5 separate regions of the Mus musculus genome follow, and regions 1, 2, 4 and 5 are each linked to region 3. The links are chromatin contacts, called in public Hi-C, HiChIP or PLAC-seq and promoter capture Hi-C maps. All regions are on one chromosome and are shown on one strand. The core of a region is the stretch at or near the end of the contact, and the rest is flanking DNA. Distances in the headings are between cores, read along the strand shown.

The links. Promoter capture Hi-C pulls out the DNA fragments that hold promoters and counts their contacts. A called contact is a pair of places that touch in the nucleus more often than the background predicts. HiChIP or PLAC-seq counts read pairs in DNA pulled down with a chosen protein or histone mark.
Region 1: a Hi-C map of bone marrow-derived macrophages shows a contact between it and region 3, with 31 read pairs. The contact joins two enhancer-like sites. A contact is called at or near these places in 11 of 39 promoter capture datasets (the C10 cell line, the HPC-7 cell line, cranial neural crest and 8 more), 14 of 484 Hi-C or Micro-C datasets (3T3-L1-derived adipocytes, the C10 cell line, CD8 T cells and 8 more), 3 of 115 datasets of contacts at active chromatin or transcription factors (all in embryonic stem cells) and 3 of 9 other capture datasets (adipose tissue, liver and pancreatic islet).
Region 2: a promoter capture Hi-C map of the C10 cell line shows a contact between it and region 3. The contact joins two enhancer-like sites. A contact is called at or near these places in 8 of 39 promoter capture datasets (the C10 cell line, the HPC-7 cell line, cranial neural crest and 5 more), 3 of 484 Hi-C or Micro-C datasets (B cells, embryonic stem cells and nephron progenitors) and 2 of 9 other capture datasets (adipose tissue and embryonic stem cells).
Region 4: a contact with region 3 is called in an H3K4me3 HiChIP or PLAC-seq map of bone marrow-derived macrophages, with 5 times the contacts expected there. The contact joins the promoter of Ggh here to the enhancer-like site in region 3. A contact is called at or near these places in 3 of 39 promoter capture datasets (the 3T3-L1 cell line, hippocampal neurons and pre-B cells), 2 of 484 Hi-C or Micro-C datasets (adipose-derived mesenchymal stem cells and embryonic stem cells), 2 of 115 datasets of contacts at active chromatin or transcription factors (both in bone marrow-derived macrophages) and 2 of 9 other capture datasets (liver and macrophages).
Region 5: a contact with region 3 is called in an H3K4me3 HiChIP or PLAC-seq map of bone marrow-derived macrophages, with 2.7 times the contacts expected there. The contact joins the promoter of Atp6v0d2 here to the enhancer-like site in region 3. A contact is called at or near these places in 13 of 39 promoter capture datasets (the C10 cell line, the HPC-7 cell line, cranial neural crest and 10 more), 2 of 484 Hi-C or Micro-C datasets (bone marrow-derived macrophages and embryonic stem cells), 2 of 115 datasets of contacts at active chromatin or transcription factors (bone marrow-derived macrophages and embryonic stem cells) and 4 of 9 other capture datasets (adipose tissue, embryonic stem cells, liver and 1 more).

What each region holds. Positions count from the first base shown.
Region 1 is chr4:19,949,200-19,951,899 of GRCm38.p6, forward strand. No RefSeq gene overlaps it. Among named protein-coding and RNA genes, the nearest start is that of Atp6v0d2, 28 kb to the left of the region's middle. Within about 2 kb of position 1,267, at least 9 of the 459 cell types and tissues checked have an H3K27ac peak or open chromatin away from gene starts, as enhancers often do. A contact at or near this core is called in bone marrow-derived macrophages, where this site is marked.
Region 2 is chr4:19,882,415-19,885,114 of GRCm38.p6, forward strand. The region is part of intron 5 of Atp6v0d2 (ATPase, H+ transporting, lysosomal V0 subunit D2); the gene reads right to left. Among named protein-coding and RNA genes, the nearest start is that of Atp6v0d2, 39 kb to the right of the region's middle. Within about 2 kb of position 1,362, at least 13 of the 459 cell types and tissues checked have an H3K27ac peak or open chromatin away from gene starts, as enhancers often do.
Region 3 is chr4:19,603,333-19,606,032 of GRCm38.p6, forward strand. Rmdn1 (regulator of microtubule dynamics 1) reads left to right here. Exons shown (of 10, transcript NM_025476.6): 9 at 2,071-2,204. Among named protein-coding and RNA genes, the nearest start is that of Gm52724, 9.6 kb to the left of the region's middle. Within about 2 kb of position 1,334, at least 12 of the 459 cell types and tissues checked have an H3K27ac peak or open chromatin away from gene starts, as enhancers often do. A contact at or near this core is called in bone marrow-derived macrophages, where this site is marked.
Region 4 is chr4:20,040,708-20,043,407 of GRCm38.p6, forward strand. It overlaps Ggh (gamma-glutamyl hydrolase), which reads left to right and starts at 1,345. Exons shown (of 9, transcript NM_010281.2): 1 at 1,345-1,575. The coding sequence starts at 1,467. 4930598A11Rik (a long non-coding RNA gene) reads right to left here and starts at 1,197. Exons shown (of 2, transcript XR_881147.2): 1 at 521-1,197.
Region 5 is chr4:19,921,291-19,923,990 of GRCm38.p6, forward strand. It overlaps Atp6v0d2 (ATPase, H+ transporting, lysosomal V0 subunit D2), which reads right to left and starts at 1,276. Exons shown (of 8, transcript NM_175406.3): 1 at 1,078-1,276. The coding sequence starts at 1,207.

The DNA.
Region 1 (2,700 bases), core at 17-2,516, 350 kb after region 3:
ATGTTTACTTATGAGTCTTAGCATATAAGGGCCAGGGGCATCTCTCCCTATGCCAGGATCTCATGGTCACTTTGTCAGAATCTGTCAGAAAAACAGGCTCAGCCTCTCAGCAGGTAGTGGCATCTTGGAGGAAACTGTATTTGTGTCAGGACAATAGACTTTACCTAGGTTGGAAGTCTCCACCCTAGGTGGGCTAGCAACTGTGGCAAACCAGGTCTGAGACAGCCTGCTCAAGGCTGAGGCAAGGGCACAATTCCTCCCTTTTTATTTATTAAAAATTAGCTGGACTGGGGCATAAAATTTATTTATGCTCCATGGTCCTGCCTGCGAATTATGGTGACTGGTGACTGTGCTTGGCTTCAGTCTGAATGTCTATACTCCTTCTGACCTGTCCCTAGGTGGGCTAACAACTGTGGCAAACCAGGTCTGAGCCTGCCTGCTTAAGACTGGGAGAGAGGGCACAGCTCTTAAATTCACAGTGGCATTTCTAGAAATTACTCCTACATATTATTGCCAAATGTGCAAAAGTCTATAAAACATCATTACTTATGTAACAGAAATCACAAATTAATAGATTTAATAATAAATTAATATATTTCAAAAATGCTACATCCAGGAATTGGAAATATATGCAGATATTATAATGATAGAATAAATATGTATGTTAGAGTGTATGATAGTTCATTGTTTTAAATTAAAGAAAGAAGATGTAGAAGGGTCCTGCATTATGACATCCTCAGTGTGACAAACATGTCCTCAGAAACTTGATCTGACTAAAAAATACAGTGATTGCTTCTAGAGAAAAGCAGGATATTTGGGCTAAGAGGGAAAGGTTTACTTTCATTTTACAATTAGTTTGGAAAATGTTTAATTGATATATTTGCTCTAAATATACAGGAAAAAAAGGAAATGCACCTAAGAAGTAAGACTGGAAGAAAGGAAGAGGTTGCAATGCGGAACACATCCAGGATCCTAACGGACAGGACTCATCTGCACTAGAGGTTCCCAGGGTGCAAAGAGCAGGCAAGTTTGTAATGCTAAGATGTTCTAATTTCTTCAATCAATTAAAAAATGATGGTGTGTGTGTGTGTGTGTGTGTGTGTGTGTGTGTGTGTGTGTGTGTGTGTATGAAGGTATCATTTCTCCAGTGGTTTTTGTTGTTGTTGCTGCTGTAGTTCTTTTGTTTTTTGAGACAGGTTCTCCCCTGACTTGGTACTTACCAATTAGTCTGGACTGTTTACTGACTGAGCAGCCTCGGGGACTCTGCCTGTCTCGAGCTCTTCTGTGGTGAAATTGCAAGCATGTGTTACCATAACTTCTTCTTGTGTGGGTTCTTGTGTTCAAAGTCAGGACTTTATGGTTGCAGGGCAGGGACATTATCAAGCTTCTGAAAAAGTTTTAAAAATAAAAACATCGAACCTGTACCTGTAACCTGTCACACCCGCTCTTGGGAATTGGAGTCAGGGTCAAAATGTTGACCCAAGTCTGAGGTACATAGCAAGGCTGTGTCTCAAGCAGACACAGCAACCACAGAGAATAATCATGTGCTTCTTACCCTAGCATTTCCTAAACACTGTGCTAGGAAACTGCCAAAGCTAAGACGTGAAAGACATTACCCAAGATCACCATGAGGCACACAGAAGATCTAGAATCAGGAATTTGGGATTCAGTCATTGACTTCTGTGTGAATCCAAGAAGTAAGAATGCAAACCAAAGCCCGGGGGATGGGGGTTCCTTCCCATGCATAAGATATGTAAGTATGAAAATGTTTTCATGTGATGAATATAAACAAAGAAAAATTTAAGAACATAAATTAAGAAATAATGAGAAAAGTAGGCTTTGAATGCTTATAATTTATGTGCAAACACAAAGAAAAAATAGGGTACAATTTTATGCAAAGTTGTACTGTAAATATTACTCATCTCCACAGAGAATCAACTCCCCCTTTCTTTGTAATTTACTGACCTGCATTTATCACACTGCCAGCAACATAAGCTTGCCAGCTAAGCTCCTCCAGCCCAAAAGCAGGACTCTGTCATGGTGTCCTATCACCAGAGGATACTCCATGCAGTTAGAGGATCTTGAAGAACTATATTATAATTTATGCCAAATGTCATATGTCAGTCCCAGAAAATTTGTATTTAGAGAGACTGTTGTGGACAAAGGGATCAGGAGAAATGTGTTCAAGACAAAATGGGTCAGGACCATAATAAGAGGGATACAGGCCATCATGTCTCTGCAGAGGGCTTGGCACTGAGTCAGAAGGTCTCTCAGTTCCATGGTACAAGGGAGCTCATCAGAGTCTAGAGGGTCAAAGCTGAGAACACTAGGCAGAGGCAGTGGGCATCTGCAGTGCGACAGTGTTTGCAGAACATTGCACATATGAGCTCATAGCAGCTATGTCTAATGCGTGCCTTTCCCCTCCACAAGGACTCATGCCGTTGTATGTGCACGTGAGTGTGTGCCTGTGTGTGCGTGTGCATGTGTGTGTGTGCATGCATGTTCACAGGTGCTGACAGAAGCCAGAGGAATGAACAGAATCCTCTGTAGTGGGAATTTCGGTGCTATGAGCCACCTACTGCGGATACTGGGATCTGAGTTCCACTCTTCATAATTGGACAGCAGCAAGCACTAACTGCTGAGCCATCTCTCCGTCCCTAAATTTGTTTTTAATTAAAAGAGCTTGGAAGTTCTCAGCAG
Region 2 (2,700 bases), core at 112-2,611, 280 kb after region 3:
CCATCTGTATCTTCATGATTTGGATTTTTTTTTAAATGACCTGCCACCTCTGATTCTTTAGCTAAGAATCATGTGTCTTGGGGTGATTTGTCTTCCTTGCAAGGCCGGATTCCTTAGAATCCTTAAGTAGGTTAATGTGTACTTATGACCTGTGCCGAACACTGTGAGGTCACTGAGCTCCTATTCCATCAATCCAGTTTCCTGTAATCATGCTATCTTCCTTAAGATTTCATTCCTATTCTTTTGTTCCTCGTGTTTCTGATTTCTCTCAGTTTTCCTCATATCCACATAAATTATTCCATCTTCCTCTTTTTTATAAAAAATTATGATATATATATGATGTATACTATATATAATATGTGTATATATGTGGTATATATACTATATATATCATATATTTACATAAATATATACATATATTTATAACCCACTGTGTCCAAATTGTAGCCCTATATACAAATGGGTATGGGGCAATCCACTGGGACATGGGGAACCTACCAATGGCCACATTACACTCTTATAGAAAAATAACTTTCCTCCAGCAGCCACATCAACTGCCAATAGTTCCTCAGCTAGAGGTTGGGCCTCAGGTCCTCTTCTTTACTCTATCCTGGCATTTAAAACTGAGATGATCTTATGCAGGTCTGTCCAGGTAACCACAACTGACATAAGTTCACGTGTGTCCAGACAAAAGCATTTCACAGGCTCTGCCCCACCCTCTGGCTCTTAGAACTTTCTTCCCAGGCCCCTTTCTACTCCCTCAAGAGCCCCACCTTTTATGCTAGGTATTGGCCTTTGGACTCAGGAATTCTTCTTGGCATCGTTGAAATATTTTGTACTTGTCATTTTGAAGTCTGTCCCTGTATTTTTCCACTTCCTACTCTTAACTCTTGGAAGGACTTTGTTTTTTTTTATTCATTGCTCACTTCTGGACTCAATGCCTGTCGCAGAGGAGTATTCTAACTATCTACTGAATCTAGCAGAAGAGTCTTCTTGGTTTCATCACTTTTGAATTGTATACAATATTTACTACAGTGATGCTACTCGAAGTCATGGCTCAGTAGCTTTGATGTCAATGGGAATAATGCAGACTCTCAAGCCATAGTTTAAGGTTAAACCCTTAGAATCACACTCTGCCCCTTAACAAGACCGCATGGCTGTTCACCAGTAAAAGAAAGCTGGAGAGACTGGCTCTGTGCTCTCCTTCATTGCTTTCCTCACTTACTAGCTAGTGACAAAGCCAGGCTTGCCGCAGCTCTAATGGAAGGTTTCTGTTAGAACAGGTGTTTCTTATCATCAGGGGGTGAGTGCTCCCACTGGTCCTTTTGATTAGCCTCCTGGAAGTTATGGGTGGGTCAGAAGCAGGGTAGCCTTATTTGGAAGCAAACGCAGTTACAATCTGGCTCCTGCCTATATCCAGTCTTGTAAATCATTTTAAACCTTCCAGGGATAAGAAGAGAAGAAATGAAAGAGGGATTGTTCACTACAAAAAAAAAATCCTTGAAATAAACATGTGGGTAGCCATCCCAGATACTCTTTCTAGTTGTAAGATGTTCGAATTTTAAGGAGGGGAATTGGACAGACTAAGCAGTGTTGCCGGCATCAAGACAGCAGAGGCCCCACCAGAGGATACTGCTGCTCAAGGGAGCACGGGGCATGTGGAGGATATTCACAACTTAAACTTAAGGATAAGTAAGCCCCTGGAAAACTAAATAAACAGGTAGATGGGAAGAATCAGGTTAAGAAAAGACTTTGACCATATTATCTAAATGGTTCGTCCATTTCCTTTGCTTTGCCTTTGTTATTAGTTTATTTCTTAGCTTGTAAGCACATGTTCCATTCCATAGCCCTACATGCTGAAATACTGCCTGCGCTGAAGAGGAAGGGCTGTTCCCATAAAGAGCCTTTTTTTTTTTCTTTTTCATAACTCATGCTTCTATTTCCTGCCTATTTGGTTGTTTTCTTTTGAATTCTTTTTATACTCTAATGTTCTTTTTTTTCGTTGAGTTTAAAAGCTCTTGGCATGAATGTGGAGCCTCATAGGGAAAATGACTATAATTGAAAAAGTTTAAAAACATGTTCTTTGATCATCCCTAAGCACAGCCTGACACAGCTTCAGATTACAGGACACTCTCCTCTTTCTCCTCTCTCTTTATATTCTCTTCTCTCCCTCATTTTCTCCCCCTCCTCTGCAGGGCTGGGTTTTAAACCTGGAGATTTGTGCCTTCTTGATAAGCACTCTGCGTTTGAACTGCATCCCCAGTTCCTTAATGCTTTTGAGTACTCCCATCAACTGGCATTCAAGACCATATATATGGAATATTATAAGTCTTTGTGCTCTGTAGCTGCAGAAGAAATACAAAAAGGCCAACTATGTGATCTTCAGTACATGTAAAACTGACTACTCCCATCTGAGCATAGTTTTAGAAAAGTTGTAGTTGTCTGTCACGTGGAGCTGATATTTCTATGTAAATGTATAAAGATAGTTCTATGCATTTGTATTCTTGGAGTAGGAAAGAAGAACACTAGGTATCTAGTAGTTCAAATTTTTCTACTGATAACCATTTTTTCCAAAACACTATTGAGAATTGCAAAGGCATACTTCTTACATATCCTTATTGTTATAGGTTATACAATAGAATATTGATCATGAATTAATACATTTTTACACACAAAAGAAGTGTGGGTGCTGAAGCAATA
Region 3 (2,700 bases), core at 84-2,583:
TTGATGGCACAGTGCTTTGGTGACATGCACAAGGCCCTCAGGTCAGTCCCAAGGAAAGAAACATAATAAGAGACATGTCTTTGACTACTTGTACCATAAAAGCCACTCCAAATACCTTTGAGTTTTTAAAATCTTTTTTTAATAGTTGTCAATATATAGCTCAAGCTGGCCCCAAAGTATTGATCCTCCTGCCTCAGCATCCAAACACTGGAATTATAGGCATGTGACACATGCACAATTTCTTATAACAGAAATCTAAGACACATTCTTTATTAATCTGAGGTCCTATATACATAAACTTAAACAATTTAGTGATAACTTTAAAGAACTATGGTTTAATGTTAAATATGTAACTCATAAAGTTTTGTTCACTGTTTCCTTTTATTGATATTTTCCCTGATCAAACTAATTTATATATCATGATATGAAGTCATCTCAAGGGGGTTTAAAACTGTAATTCAGAAGTAAAATTGGACCTTAGGACATTTAAGGGTTGGCAGTCCCGAGTAAAGCTGCTAACACTGGGGTTGTTCCTTTGCTCCTAGAGTCATGTCCTTGGTGGTTCACTCACATCTGATTTATTTATGAGCAGTCACTTTTCCTAAGTTAAAGATTGCCCTAGTTCTAGTCCAAAGCCCCTCCCATAGCCTGTCATCCACACCTCCCCTAGCAGCCTCCTTATTCTCGTGTGTGTGTGTGTGTGTGTGTGTGTGTGTGTGAACCTGTACATGTGGATAAGGTGGGACGTTTTCCCCCTTTTGGCTCGTGATTATATTTGTATTGCTTACATACAGTACTTGGACGACTTCCTAGATGAAGAAGTGGATACTTAAATCAGTGTACTTAACCATAAAATGCTTAACGAAATTAAAGGACTTTGAGTTTTAAGCAAAAATTGTATCCAGGAAAAAGTAGGCTTTATTCTTTTTTAAACTCATGTGCCAGGCATGTGTTCTATTACTAAGTGCCATTCCTAGCCTCAGAAAGCATGCTTGGCATACAGAAAGACCAAGATTACCAGGAGGAAACTATGTGAAGAGTCAGGGGAATGAGAGCTGAGTGTGATGGTGTGTGTTTGTGGTTATCAGCACTCAGGAGGCCGAGACACTATGCCATTGAGTTTAGTAAGTTCCTGGCTCATTTGGAGTACACTACAGAATTCTGTCTCAAGAAAAAATTAGGATTATTTTGAACTTTATTCATGTTTCTTCAAATTATTTAACATATAATTGTACATATTTTTGGAGCACTGGCACTCCAGTATATTCATACAAGATGTAAACCAAATCGAAGCAGTCAGCTCTGACTCAGGCATTCATCTCTGTCTTGGGAAAGGCTGAAGTCTACATACAAGTGTTGAGTAAGCTGTCCTAGTTCCCTACTGTGCTGGATTCTGTGGTTCCCTTATCCGGCCTTTGTCTCTTCCTCCTCTTCCCAGCTTCTAATAACACTGTCTACTCTCAATTTCCTGGGCTTTGTTTGCACTTTTCTTTCAACCAAGAATATTCTCAGCTTTTCCTGTTCAAACTCCCGTTCATCCTCCAAGATTCGTAACTCTTACTTCGTTGTTTTCTTATGTGGCTTCTTATAGCAATGTTAAGTTTATACTTGGTAAACCATTTAGTTGTGTTCATGTTTTCCTCTGTGCCTAAGTATAGGAGACATTTAGCAAATGAAGATAAATCATGTTAACCATGATTTCATTCATGCACTAACTCAATGAACAGATGTTATTTTCCCTACACTGTTCTAGGCAATTGGAATGTAATAATGATGGGTGGTTTAAAAAGAAAATAGTTCTTATATAGCCCATGTTCTATCAGCATGAAGATACTTTAAAGTGAGATCTTGGTATAATGATGTGCACAGTCCATATGTACATTCAATACATCACAATTACTTTAGGGATTTTTTTGAGATAAAAACATTTGAACAAAAAAAGAACTATATTAGCCTAATCAATGTTTAATCACACAATTTTTATTAGAATTCAGACCAAAATATTAAAACTATAAAAATAAAGACACTTATTTCTCTGGAGCTGATTTTGTTTGCCCTTTTTATGTACAGTGGATCCAAACTTCTACAGCAAAAACTTGCTGCTTTTAGGAAAGACATACTTGAAGCTAAACAACAAAAAGCTTGCTGCGTTCTGGTTGGTAAAAGCCAAGGGTTATCCAGCACACACAGAAGAAGATAAACAGGTAAAATATCTATAATAAAGTAAGGCAGATAGGCTTTCTTTCAGGCATTAGTAAATGAATGAACTGAGAACATCCTTAAAAGAGAAACTGTTTAAATGCATAGTGTTGTGGAAAGCTCATCCAAGTGCTCATTTCTATATTCACCTTTACACTTTACCATGAGTGCTCCTTAGTGACTATCATCAAATGCCAGCTGGAAGCTGCTTGCTGCAGTGTAGAACTGATGTACATTTACAGTGTATATCTCATCAGAGGTTGTTTCTAAAACATAAAACGCAGCTTGGTGATAGGTGCTTACGAACATGCACAAGGACCTGGTTCAATTTCTGACACTGCAGGGGAGTAAGATTGGGGACAGGGTGTGGAGGGTTAAGGAAATGAACTAGAGTTCTCTTAGAATCAAGCTCATCTAGTCATCGCTATCAGGAGACCTTATTCTTACCATGCCCTATCTTTGTTATCCTGAAACGCTCAGAAACTAGTCTATAAACTTAAG
Region 4 (2,700 bases), core at 95-2,594, 440 kb after region 3:
TTAATACTTGATTTTTTAAATGTTTTATGATGTTCATAAAACTTGATATCTTATGAAAACATCTGACCATCAAAGTTATGAATGGATACACATATAATTTATATTTTCATACCAAAGTCTAGTATTTCCCCTTTCCCCTTTGTATCTTTTCTCTATCTGGATTTTATTTTTGTGAATAATAGCAGATAATTTTCCTCCTTTGTGGATAGATGCTGCTCCAGAGGCATGGATGCATATTTGCAATAGATCCTTATCAACTCAGGCTCAATCCTGCTTTGCATTTTCTCAATATCTTTCGACACTCCAGTCTACAATAGTCTTGCTAAACTAAACAATGTATTGCATTTCTTGATGAATGCCAGAACCTTGTCACTAGTTTTCCACAAGTCACATTGTATGTTTTTCCCCCTAAATTGTATACCTCTTACACAAATAACACCATTCAAAATACCGTTTCATCTTCAACAGATTTTCTATTTTAACCTGGAGTTTAGTTGAACCTTGATAGGAAGAAACTTACCTTGTGCTGCTGGCTATGAGTGCATGCATTTGAACATTCAAAATATATTAGTCAACCTGAGTTTTTAACTGCTTAGCTTTGCTCTTATCATTTTATAAGATACTAGTGGTTTTCTGGGGTTGCTGGTAACAGCGAAGTTAATCAAGCACTTTGTATCGAGTGTGGCCTGGTATTGTTTTTTGGGGGGCTAGGTGGCAAGAATCAGCCCCTTCCCTTGACAGGGTTCTAAAGGAAAGGGAGACACAAGTACTCTAAGTACTCTGTGCTTTTTACTTCCTCCAGACATCCTTGTGCCCAAATAAATATGTTATCAGTGGTTTTTCGGAAGTGAACCCCTGTCCTAACATCGAATGCTGTCAGGATATCAAAGCCAGAAAACCTATGCGTTTATGCAGCATAGTTCTCTGGTAACTTCTAGAACCTTGCGGGCCTTGCTGCTTGGTTACCGCACAGAGCCAGGTGGGACCCGAGCTCGCCATCAGGTCCCGGGGTGGTCGTATCCACTTGGTGTAGGTGACCTCGCCAGGCCACATAAGAGTTCACAGGGAGCATTCAGAGGTCTCCACAGCTGCCTTCGCGCGCGTGCCACTCGCTGGGCCGCGGGATGCGAGTTGCAGGTCGCGCGTTGGGCGATGGACAAGCTTGGAGCACGCTCCCAGAGCCTTCTGTCCCCGGCCCGCCCCCGGCCCGCCTCGGCCCGCCCCCGGCCCGCCTCGGCCCGCCCCCCGGCCCGCCCCCCGGCCCCGCCCCCGCCCGGCCCGCCCAGCTCCGCACCGCAAGCACCCGGACTGCACTTCCCAGAGGCCTGAGCGGCGCGGCCTTGCGCGCCCTCGAGCTTGGCACCGCCCAGGCCGCGAGACCGCGCCCCAACCTGGCCGCCGGGCGCGCGCCTGGCTGAAGAACCTTTTTAAGTGGGGGCGGAGGCCGGATTGCGATTGCGATCGCGATGGCGAACCTGGGCTACCTGCTGTGCTTGTTGGGTTTGCTACTATGCGGGCTTTCAAGTCCCGGGATGTCCAGACCCTACAACCATGGCTCCGAGAGGCCCATCATCGGTAAGGAGGCTTGGGGCAGGTGTTGCGGACCGGTAGTCTGCGAGGCGCTCTGTTTCTCAGCGGTGCAGACCCCGCGGCGCGCTTCTCATCAATGGGACCTTATGCTGATGTCCTTCTAGAGACCTCTGCATCTGGAGGATCGGGATCCCAATGAAGGCTCAGCTCTTCGCTACTACTTGGCACCCAAAGCAGCTAGAGGCGGTCCCGTAACTTTTAGGAACCACAGTTGAGGCAAACCCAGGATTTGAGGTTTCCGTGCGGGAAAAGAATTTTAAGGACAGTCAGTGTGAACCAAGCTAGGATGTATCAGAAGTAGGAAGAGAAGAGCTCAAGTTAAGAAGGAAGCAGAGGAGAAATCGTGCTGTGGGTTTCTCAGAGAAGACTCCACCTCGGCTGACCTAGTGCTCAATTTCGTAGTTCAAGAAGTTTCCAGAGGATCTCACTCTTTATTCCTGTTCTCGTAGTCCATAATGATAATTAAGATTATAGGACGGCTGCAGAGGTGCCTTGAATAAGATAAGAGCAAGGAGCTACTAGTGTTGCACAAGGGGTTAGTATGTGTCTTTTACTGTACATGAAGTTTCCAGTGAAATATCAGAGGAAATAACAGAGAAGGGAGAAAGACCTTAAAAATGTTAGTTTACTCTTGAGTGTTAACTGGTGAGAGGATTTAGTCAGATTTCAGGGTGATGGGTGCTTTTCCTGACCTGTGTTTCCACCATTTTCCCTGCCTTTCCAATCCCAGAAATTCTGCACACAGGTAAAACTTACGTTTCTTTGCTCCAGGACATACATGAAGATACAACACACACACACACACACACACACACACACACACATACACACACACATGAAATAGGTAAGAAACTAAAGTGTGTCCTGGACTTGGACTTTGCCATTTTTAGCATCAAGTATCAACATCGACTTTGAGGATTTGAATATTCATTTTATCTCAGCCAAATCGTGACATTGTTTCTGTCTGGCATATTTATGTTTCAATCAGGGTAAAACTGGTTTGCATTCATGTCAGACATTTGATAGCATCCAAGGAGAAATCAGCCTGTAGTTAAAGTTGACAAAAGAAATTTATAGGTAGACAAATGTAGGAATTTGACATTTATCTTA
Region 5 (2,700 bases), core at 26-2,525, 320 kb after region 3:
ATTAACATTTCCTCGTCACCAAACTCCCAACTGAGGATGCTGTATTTGGAATTATGTATCATTGTTTGTAGTCAATAGAATTCTCATCTCAAAGATCTATCTATACAAAAAAAAAAAAATCAAGGGCAAAGCAAGGTTAATCTCACCTTGGGCATTTAACTCTGGCTGTAACTATTCGCAACTATACAAGAGTGACCCCAGTTCCTCTCAACCTTACGAGGAAGCCAGGAAAGTCACTGTCAGATTTTTTTAAACATGATTTGTTCCCCTCCACATCTACTAATTAATTCCTTTTCTAAACGTTTTTTTCCCTTAGTGCTTACTTACATCTTCTAGAATAATCTAGACATCTCTCAAAATGAATAAACAAAGATGTTTTTATTAATAAAATGATTGCTGATGTATATTCTTGGTTAACGTTTGAGAAAAATGTCAATTAAGGGAAATTATCATTTATTGAGTGCTTCACTGTTCTTCCTTTAGTAACTGAATAGGAATTATTACCAGGTGCCTATGGGAGGACTTTCGAGGCTCAGAGCCTAGAAAAAACCAGGTCACTAACTTAGAAGTCAAGGTCAGGATTTTAACACATGGTAGATCCACCACACTTCTGGCTTTTCCTTTCCTCTTGCCCTTCAGCTAAAGGAAAATCTCAAACAAATTCTCCAATCATTACTGAAAAACTGGAGCTAGACAAAAATCTCTCCAAGCCAAACATATTATCTGTTTCTTTTTTTTCTACATAGACTCTAGGTAGGCTGGTGAAGGTTCTTGCTAAATAGTGTTTGTAATTATGTGGATAAAAATAGATGTGACAAAGGAAACACAGTACTTTAAAGTATAATTAAATACCTTAGATTGGAAGGAAATATTAAATCGCATGTAGACAATATGGGAAACAGAGATATTTTACTTCTCACCACCAAGGTCCCTAAACCACAGGCCCCTGGGCAGCTGAACTCTAGGACCAAGAACCTCTTCAGGACTTCTGCCCAGGAGATCAAAGCCCCTTTCCCTTCTTTCCCCAGAGCAACATGTTTGTTCATTTGCTTTAATGGGATGAGGTGAGTGGCTTACCTTCCAAGGTCTCACACTGCACTAGGTTGACATAGTCCTGCTGAGTTAGGAGGCTGGCTTTGCATCCTCGAACCAGGCCCTCCAGGTAGCCATGGTCCACATTGAAGTACAGCTCTGCAGTCTCAAGCATACTGCTCAGGCTGAAGTGGCTCCGAGTCCTGGATAGCAACTGAACACTGGCCCTGGTCCGGGAAAGTGTGGGTGTTGTGGTCGCTCAGCTGATAGTCAGGGTGCTTCTGACTAGTTTGCTCCAGTTTCAGAGGCAGTCAACACAGTGCCTGGGTCTTGTTTTTACAACAACAGTGAGTCAGTCCAATGGTTTGAGTGCACTGGAGAGAATTTGCTGTCAGGAGGAGAGGTGAGAGGAGGGGTCCTGGCATCTCTTCCCTTGCACAGTCCAAGGTCATGCCCAGTTTTGCCAGTGACACCAGGTTGTTGTAAATATACCTTTTCCACATTAGTACATTAATTATAAATTATATTTATTTCATTCTGGGGGCACTGTTAATATGAACAAATGTTTCTTAGTTTTTGAGACAGAGGGTTTTTTTTCTGTTTGGGAGCAGCCTTGGCTGTCTGGAAACTCACTTTATGAACCAGGCTGGCCTGGAACTCTCAGAAATCCACCTGCCTCAGCCTTCAAATGGTGGAATTAAAGGCATGAGCCACATTGGCCAGCCTAAAACTTTCCTTTTTAAAATACTGAAAAATGCTGGGTGTGATGGTTCACGCCTTTAACACATAGCCATTGAGAGAAGATACTCGGAAGACTTGCCATGAGTTTGAGGACAGCTTTGGTTACAGAGTGAAACTCCTGTATCAAAAAGTAAAATAATCAGGAAGCATTAAAAAAGAAAACAGCAACTACAAATATTTCTAAAAGAGGAGATAATTTTGTAATATAGTGTATTTCTGTTAAACAAATTAGCAATGTCTTGACATTGCCAAGGGCTGCCAGCTATCTCTTAAACAGTCTATACTCGGAGCCTCTACCTTTGTGCATTTCGGCGGATGATTATGCTCTCTTTATTCTCCTTTTTGCCTGTGGTTACTTTGAGACAGATGCTATGACTCCCCACGTCACAGATAAGAAGTCAGAGTTCCAAAGCTGTGAGGCAGCTCAGAAGGCACAGCTGGCAGCGCTGCAGATGTTAATGCAGTGGGCACTTAACTGCTGAGTTTTATACTCCAAAAAGGTTGCTGTTCTTCCCATAAACTTAGCTCACAGACTATCAGATGTCTTCCGCATGACTTTCTGGGGCAGGATTTCCTATGTGTTCTGTCAAGTGATCACATAGAGTTAAGGCGTCAGAGCTTCTCTGGGCTCCCTCAGTATTTCCAAACTGACAAGGAGTAGAAAAGTTCCAATCTGTGTAAATTCTCCTGTAGTTGTTTTGTTTAAAAAAACAAACAAACAAACAAAAAACCAAAACAGAGAATCAAACTCTTAGCTTTGCTCAGCGCCTATATCTGAATATCTGTAATTGACCAGAGACCAAGGTTCTTATTGTATTGCCACAGTCAGCTCTCCTACAGTTCCGCCATCTGTAAACATCCTGAATATGCTTTATCATGAATCATTCATATGAGCTTATTTGTCATTTTTGTAGGTCTAATTTGGCT